2 separate regions of the Callithrix jacchus genome follow, and region 1 is linked to region 2. Evidence: chromatin contacts called from public Hi-C data. All regions are on one chromosome and are shown on one strand. The core of a region is the stretch at or near the end of the contact, and the rest is flanking DNA. Distances in the headings are between cores, read along the strand shown.

Region 1 (3,732 bases), core at 30-2,529, 390 kb after region 2:
AATTTTCATAGTTACATATCAACCTCTTATACCACAGGGTGAATTGATTTTCATTTACACTCTGAAACACTAGAACAACTCTGGAATACAGCTGAAGGTGGCAACCTTCAGTTCACTCTTGTTCAACCCTTATCTTGATAGGTCCCTAATAATCATGTTCCTTTCACATCAGTTTCTTCAGGCAACAGAGTAGTTCCCTACATAGATATCACTCCTACTTCATTGGTAAAGCTATAGGAGAGGAAGGAAAAAAGAAAGAAAAAATGTGGAGCAACATATCAATCAACCGGTATTTACTAAATTAACATATCTGTAGAGGGAACCATAAATAAATGATAAAGCTTTCTCCACATTATTCTGATGGTCAGTCATGATGATGAAGTTTTCTTTGGGAGACTTCTAAAATGTATCTATTCTAGAGCGACATCGAAATCTCCAACATTTCCTGAAAATTCAGATTCTGGGATAAATCTGATAACTATGCTGAGGAATTGAGAGATTTCATGAGAAAAATACTGCAAAGGAATATAAGAATTCTCAGTGGTTAGTAAACATCAAGCCTTCTTCTAGACAAGCTCAGTTCAACAGAAATATAATGTGAGCCACCAAAGCAGGTCAACTACAATTTAAAAATTTCTAGTAGTCACTTTTAAAAACCTAACAACAGGTGAAATCAATTCTAGTAATATATTTAACCCAATACACCTGGCGTATTATTTTTTTATATTGAAGTATAGATTTTGCATAATCTTTTTCATATTTAGTGTTTGAAATTTCATGTGTATTTTACACTTACTGCTGATCTCAATTCAGACTAGATCTTAAGTACTCAGGAGCAACATATGGCTTGTTGGCTGTATTGGAAAGCACAGCTCCAGAGACAGGTAAGTGATTATAAGTAAAGCCTAATAAGCAAAGTATAGAATACAGCATTATTTAAATTTTCACTATGCACCTCAATACTCCATTCTTCAAATTTGAATTGTGTTAGGAAAATATTCTACAGAAAAGTTGAAATCAAACATACTTGAGTAAATTAGAATTTGAAAATGTTCAGACAGTCCCACTGCTCTTCAGCACGCCTATATCTCTCACAGTCCCTGTGTCTCAGCCACAGGTGTTGGATGTAGCCCAAGTTGAGAATCCCAGCTGTTTCACAGGGGCTCTGGCAAATTGACAGCTGCTTTATTACCAGAGCTTGAAATTGAGGCCAATAAGCTTAGCACAGAGGGACCTAAAGTCCATTTTGCGGAGACAAGGCCACCATCATGTGGAACCTGACGGAACTGCAATAAGATTCACATTCCCATCGCATGGCGAAGACTCAAGTCATCAGTGCATCCCCACTGGGACAGCACTTCAAGAATGTCTAATTAACATACCTACGAAATGTGCAACAAACTTGGAGCTCCAGAGAAGGTTCAGAGAAGGCCAATTCCTATTTCAAGAGAAACAAAAGACAGACTGAAATAGCTAAATCATGCATGGTCAAAAACAATAAAATCATAAAATGTAAAATGGGGACTTACATACACAAATCTGCCTGCTGAAATCAAGGCCTACTGGGTAAGAGTTCAAATATAATATTGGGTTAAATCTATGATTTTGATCAGAAAACTTTTTAAAAATCCTTATTGTAAGAGGAGATAGATTTTAAAATAAAGTACTATAGGATGATGAGTTTATCTTTTTGAAGAATAAGCCAGTATAGTGAATTATTAGGAAGGTTTGAAATGACAAGACGTCTTTTGAATGGCAAATCGTTTTGGCAGTACTAAGGAATTTAGGCTGTTTCTATGACGGTTCTATATGGTCTGTCTTCTGGTTTCCTAACACTGTTACATTGTACATGTGTAAGATAGTTGCAAAATATTCAAACATATAAAACATAGGCACATATTACTGTGAAGTTGATGATATGTTCAGGGTGTGTCTGTTGATGAAAATGTAAGACCATCATGTAATACGGAAAAACATGGTACCAGGCAGGGTGCGGTGGCTCAAGCCTGTAATCCCAACACTTTGGGAGGCCGAGGCGGGTGGATCACGAGGTCAACAGATCGAGACTATCCTGGCCAACATGGTGAAACCCCGTCTCTATTAAAAATACAAAAAATTAGCTGGGCATGGTGGCGCGTGCCTGTAATCCCAGCTACTCAGGAGGCTGAGGCAGGAGAAGTGCCTGAACCTAGGAGGCGGAGGTTGCGGTGAGCCGAGATCGCGCCCTTGCACTCCAGCCTGGGTAACAAGAGCGAAACTCCGTCTCAAAAAAAAAACAAAAACAAAAAAACATGGTACCAAAACGAATATTAGCATGTTTTCACTACATCTACCACTGAAAGACCCATGTTTTCCTTTTCCAAAAATAAGATCTCCAAGCACATGATATTTGCTCCCTGGAAACTTCAGGGTGTATTATTAACCCTATGCTTTCTGAGCCTGTAGAAAAAATGATGTGATCAGGAGCCAATGTAGGTTTATTAAGAATATGTCAGAACAAGTTATTCTGTTTCGAAAGGATTGACATGCAGGGTCTGATGATTTCTACACAGCATTTAACTAAAGGTTACTCTTGTTTCTTGGCTAATAATATGGTGAAATGTTGTTTGGATTGTTGTCCTACAAATTTGAACAATTTTTTCGAGAAGTTTAGTTCTTTTTGTATTTAGCAGCATTTCTAATAGAATATTTGTAACCTCTCTGATTTATGTTGTCCTTTTACTATTGTAGCAATGACATGACTTAATGCTTAGAAAACATGGTTATCAAATTTGCAGATGACATAAAATTTGGACACAAGCTAATATGATAGATGTCACAATCAAGTTTTAAAATGATTGTGTAGGCTTAATTCAAAATGATGACATTTAACAAAAATAAATATTCTTGATTTTAGTTAAAACAGTAAATTTTATAACTGGATTGGGAAGGCCTTTCTTTGAAAAAATTTATATAAAAATAATCTGAAACTTTTGTTTATCACAAAATACAAGTATGGTAACACCCACACAATTTTAGTTTACTAAAATGGATTTTTTGGATCCAAATTAAATTTGGTAATAATCCCCCTGAACTCTGTCTTTAATTGACAACCCTGTGTTAATTTCAGGGCTGCATACTGAGAGAGAAACTGACAATTCAATGGTATACGGAGAAAGAGTTTCGAGATTGATAGTGCTATAGAAGCCACTTATAAAAAGATGTTTTTAAAGAAAATGTTATTTTGAGGACAACATAGTGATTATGTTAGTTTTGAAATAAAAGAGACGTGAGCTTAAGTACCAGAATAGCCATTAACCCTGGCGATCTGACCTTGGGCAAGTTATTTAATGTTTTTCAGCCTCAGTTTCTGCATCTGTAAATTGTAGCTAATAATGATGACAAAGAGGATACATGCTAGCAGAAGTTAGATTTAAAGAGAGATTGCACAGTAGACATATTACATTTAGCTTTGTATGATAAAACCACTGGAGGAAAGGGAACTTTGTTTGGTCTAGTGTAATAATTTGAATTACCCAATTGAATACTTAAGTTAACCCATTAAATTACCCAAAAATCCAAATTAACCCAAATTGTTTTTATAGGTAAAAAGCTCTTGGCCACTGAAGCTATTCAAAGGTGTTTGAGTTATGAGCTCTCAGAGCATTTCTGCTGTTAGTTGGGGGTTTGACGATATATATGACAATTTATAGGACCACTAAATGTCATCAGGAAGTTGCACAAACAAGAGAA
Region 2 (4,080 bases), core at 23-2,522:
AGTGGTATCATTTTAATATGTGTTAATTTATAAACATTGTTAATTTATTTTCTATTTGTACAGTCTTCAAAATCCAGCATGTATTTTATGCTTAGAGCACATCTAATTTTTGATTATTTATATTCAGTGCTGGGTCACTACATGTGGCCAGTGGCTGCAGTGTAGTCTCTTTGTTACTGGCTTACACAATTCAGAGGTTGTCACATAGTTGCAGCTGTCCCATTTTTTGATCTCTTGGCTGCAGTAAAATTCAGCTAACTCAAGAATGATCTCAAACCTTCATGTTTATAAATGAGAAACAGCCTGTCTTTTGTCATCTGGTAAATTTGTATTTTCTCACTTCCTTGGCCACGTTGACACCTATCCAACTCCCAATGGCTGTCACCCTGCCGAAATATTGAAGAACACATGAACTGATCCCCTGAGGCTCACATATCCTCATTATGGCTCCTTAAGGTATAACCTGTGGTCCCTACCTATCTGGCTCCTGACTTTGATGAACTTGGCTCAATTTGCAAGCCTGCCTTTATTTTAATTCTTTCCAAAGGCCTGAAATTAGATTGACTTCAGCCACCCACTTGATGCTTATTTCTTGTTCTAATGACGACATCCCAAATGGTAGGCACCCCCATGCCCTGACTCACCACAGCCAATGCAAAGAAGAAAGTATTATTTTTCCTTTAATCAATATGGACAATCACGTCATCCTAAGCCCCTTTCCCCATTCAGCCTCAGCCTAATTATAGTTCATCCTCTCTCATGAGTAAGCACACAGTGTACCCTTGGTGTGGATTCTACATTCCAAGGAAAGGTCATACTTTGACTTTTATCTTGATTTCTTTAACTTTAAACACATTTCTTTTAACACATGTTGGCTTTATTAAGTACAAACATACATTAAAAAAACAAAAGGAAGAATCATCGTGCACATATTCAAAAGGGTCCCCCAGTCATCCAATAGAGTTCAGCAACACTACTCTTGTTTTCCTTTGATTTCCAAATGTGAGTGCCCTTTGCTTTTTGGCTTGCATATACGACAAGGCAGTGCAATGTGCATCTGCTTTGTTGGAAGAAAATATCAATTCGCTGTCATCTCCTCCCCCAAGCCACCTCTCATGTTAGTATACTGCAGAATGAAAATATTGCTCAAGATGCACTTGGTAAACATTCAGTGACAACGACTGCTGAAAACGGACAGATGGTGGCAGCATTGGCCAGCTGCTGCCGTGCCTGGCTGCTCAGGGACAAAGCGGAGGACCTGGTGTTCTCAAGCTGTCAGCCCTGCTTTTCCTAGGAAGGAAGGAAAGAACTCTGCAAACTGGAAAATGATTAGGCCCAATCAGGATAACTTTCTTCAGTGCCGGCGGAAAATATACCAAGTGTGATATGTTGCAATTAAGTAAATAATTTAATTGAAAAGGTGCAAGGTGAGCTGGTGGAGATGATTTGGGAAAATACTGAAGCCCTGGCAGAGTTCCTGCCCGCAGAACCTTTCAATGTGCAGTCTGGGCTTCAGGCAGAAACAGGTTCTGGATTGCTGTAAAGACAGAGCTTCCAGAAATGGCTTTAAAATATTTTGTTAAGTTTTTTTCTAAGGACAAAGACAGAGTATTTCCCAAGACTTTTTTAAGTCTCCTGCTATTGTAAGTGTGTGCTTGTTGCCATTCTGTTTTTTATAGCCCATTTTTACTGCAGGGCAGCTCGGCTTTTACTGTTCGTTCTTTAGAGTCTGGAAAAGAAAGTCTTCCTGATTTGATGGCCAAAGGTGGGACTGATTTGCAAACTCAGGGCTCAACTTAAAGTGGAGAAATGGGAAGAAGACATTTTGCTTCTAGGAAACTGGGCCTTTATGGATGAAGTGAGAAAAGAGGAGGAAAATTCTAGCTGAGTCACAGTAGCTAATGTTAGTTTAGCATTTGCTGTTTGTCAGGCCCTAGCTAAGCAATGTCTACATGTTAGTTGATGCAACAACTCTGGAAGAGAGGCATTATTATTACTTTTGCTTTACAGATGTGAGGGGAGCTTAGAGAGATTAAGTGACTTACCTAAACTCAACCAGCCAGTGAGTGGAGGAGCTGAGCTCCCTGCCGCTCGGTTGGTGCCGCACACTTCTGCACTGTGCTGTCTTCCGGGGACACTGGCTGTTGGGGAGTGCTGATAGAGCTGCTGGCTGAGAAAAACTCTTCAGGAGCTATGGAGGAGCGATACAGACCCACCTCCCTCAGAGAACTATTAGCCCAATGTTGGTTGTCTGTGGGAGAATTTCAAGACAAAACAAAATCTGTTCTGTGAAAGGCAGGAGGCCTTTGATGATTCCGAAAGTGGTGGAATGATGAAATGCAAGATTTTCTGCTTGTCTTCAGGAGACAATGACATATTTGATCATTTGGCTACAGAAGAAAGGAGACAATTTATTTATCCAGTTCATAAAGCAAATTGGTTGATGAGAGGGGAAGCACCTTTACATTCACACCCTCTGTACTTGTCCTGTTCTGCAGAGACCAAGGGTAAAAGGAGAAGAGATGGTGAGGAATCCAAGGGCCCTGTGGGCTCTGCCTTTGTGAGGAATCATAGCTCAGTATCATGAAAACTCCTGACCATCTTCTCTGAGAAAACCAATAGGAACGTAGCCTAGAAGATCTGAAGGAGGGCAGTTAGAAGACACAGCATCGGCTGCGCGTGGTGGATCATGCCTGTAATCCCAGCACTTTGGCGGATGGATCACTTTGAGCTCAGAAGCTTGAGACCAGCCTGGGCAACATGGCAAAACCCCGTCTCTACAAAAAAAAAATTCACCAGGTGTGGTGATTTGCACCTCTAGTCTCAGCTGCTTGCAGGGGCTGAGGCTAGAGAATCACTTGAGCCCAGGAGGCAGAGACTGCAGTGAGCTGAGATTGTGCCACTCCAGACTGGGCAACAGAGTGAGATTCTGTCTCAAAACAAAACCAAAATCTAAAAAAACAAATAAAGAAAAAAACCAAAAAAGCCCCCAGGAAACCACAGTATCGATTCATAGAAGTTGTGGGGTACGTCACGTACTTCAAAGTCATTTGGAAATAGTTTGTGTTCCGTGGGCAGTAAATTAACCCCCTAATGTTCCATCCATCTTGGTATTAGCATTCCTCCTGTGATGTGGAATTATTTCTTTGCTAGTTCATCTTCACAGAAGGTTGTTTTATTTGATTTTTACTTTTCTCTGTATCACTTTGGTTTCTAGTAATATTGAATGTTTATAAGACTTTCAGACGAGAGCTGGGTTTTTCCGTGGATTCCTATGGTTCCATCCTGGGGAGATGACAGGGGTGTGTCAGTGGGCTTGTAGGAAGTCAGGTCAAGCACTTATCAGAGTGAGGCTTTCTGGGCTGCTTTTAGCTCTAGCAGGTCTCACCTTTCTGTGGGTCATAACATCAGACTGTTTTTCACATTCTGCCTTCCTCTCTTCCTCCCCACTAAGAGGCAGCCTCACTCCAGGACAGCTGCTGATCAGGCAGAAGCCAAAATCCCAGCTTCCTCTGCTATTCGCAAGACCAGGAGCCAAGCTGATGCAAGCCTTTACCCCAGCTCTGCCACTATGTATTTATTTCTGGCCCATGAAGCTTTCTTTCTTTATTTTTTTTTCCCTTTTCTATCATTGCTGTGTCTGAGTGAAATGGGATATTGAAAGTGTAAAATCATAGCATTTTCTTTACCCAGAAAAGAAAGACCTATTTCAAACAAGCATAAGAAAAATGTCTAATTTAAATCTACCTGAAAGAAAATGGGCTGACTTTTGAGTACAAATCATAAAGGAGAGGTTGAATGATCATCTCTTAGAGAAGTTTTAAAGAGAATGCCTTCTTCTTTCTTTGGATGGGGTGGTGAATTGGATTTCTGCTATGTTCTTTTGCGGGTCTGTGAGTCTGACTCTATTCAGGGCTGTTGTGTCTGTAGTTGGTGATCCCAGATGGTTGGGCTTTTTTTCTGAGTGTTTATTTCCTTTTTATGGCCTTTAAGACCCCTTCTTGCAGTTTATTAGAACAATCTACTTTTACTGGGTTTAATTTGTGCTTTTAGCAGTACAGAAGCAATGTCAAACCCAAA

Evidence for each region. Hi-C and Micro-C count contacts between places; a contact is called where the count stands out from the background.
Region 1: a contact with region 2 is called in a Hi-C map of induced pluripotent stem cells, with 2.6 times the contacts expected there. The contact joins two enhancer-like sites. A contact is called at or near these places in 3 of 3 Hi-C or Micro-C datasets (induced pluripotent stem cells and skeletal muscle).

The regions. Positions count from the first base shown.
Region 1 is chr11:110,130,887-110,134,618 of calJac240_pri, forward strand. No RefSeq gene overlaps it. Among named protein-coding and RNA genes, the nearest start is that of PTN, 150 kb to the left of the region's middle. Within about 2 kb of position 1,280, at least 2 of the 16 cell types and tissues checked have an H3K27ac peak or open chromatin away from gene starts, as enhancers often do.
Region 2 is chr11:109,736,344-109,740,423 of calJac240_pri, forward strand. The region is part of intron 12 of DGKI (diacylglycerol kinase iota); the gene reads left to right. Among named protein-coding and RNA genes, the nearest start is that of PTN, 240 kb to the right of the region's middle. Within about 2 kb of position 1,273, at least 3 of the 16 cell types and tissues checked have an H3K27ac peak or open chromatin away from gene starts, as enhancers often do.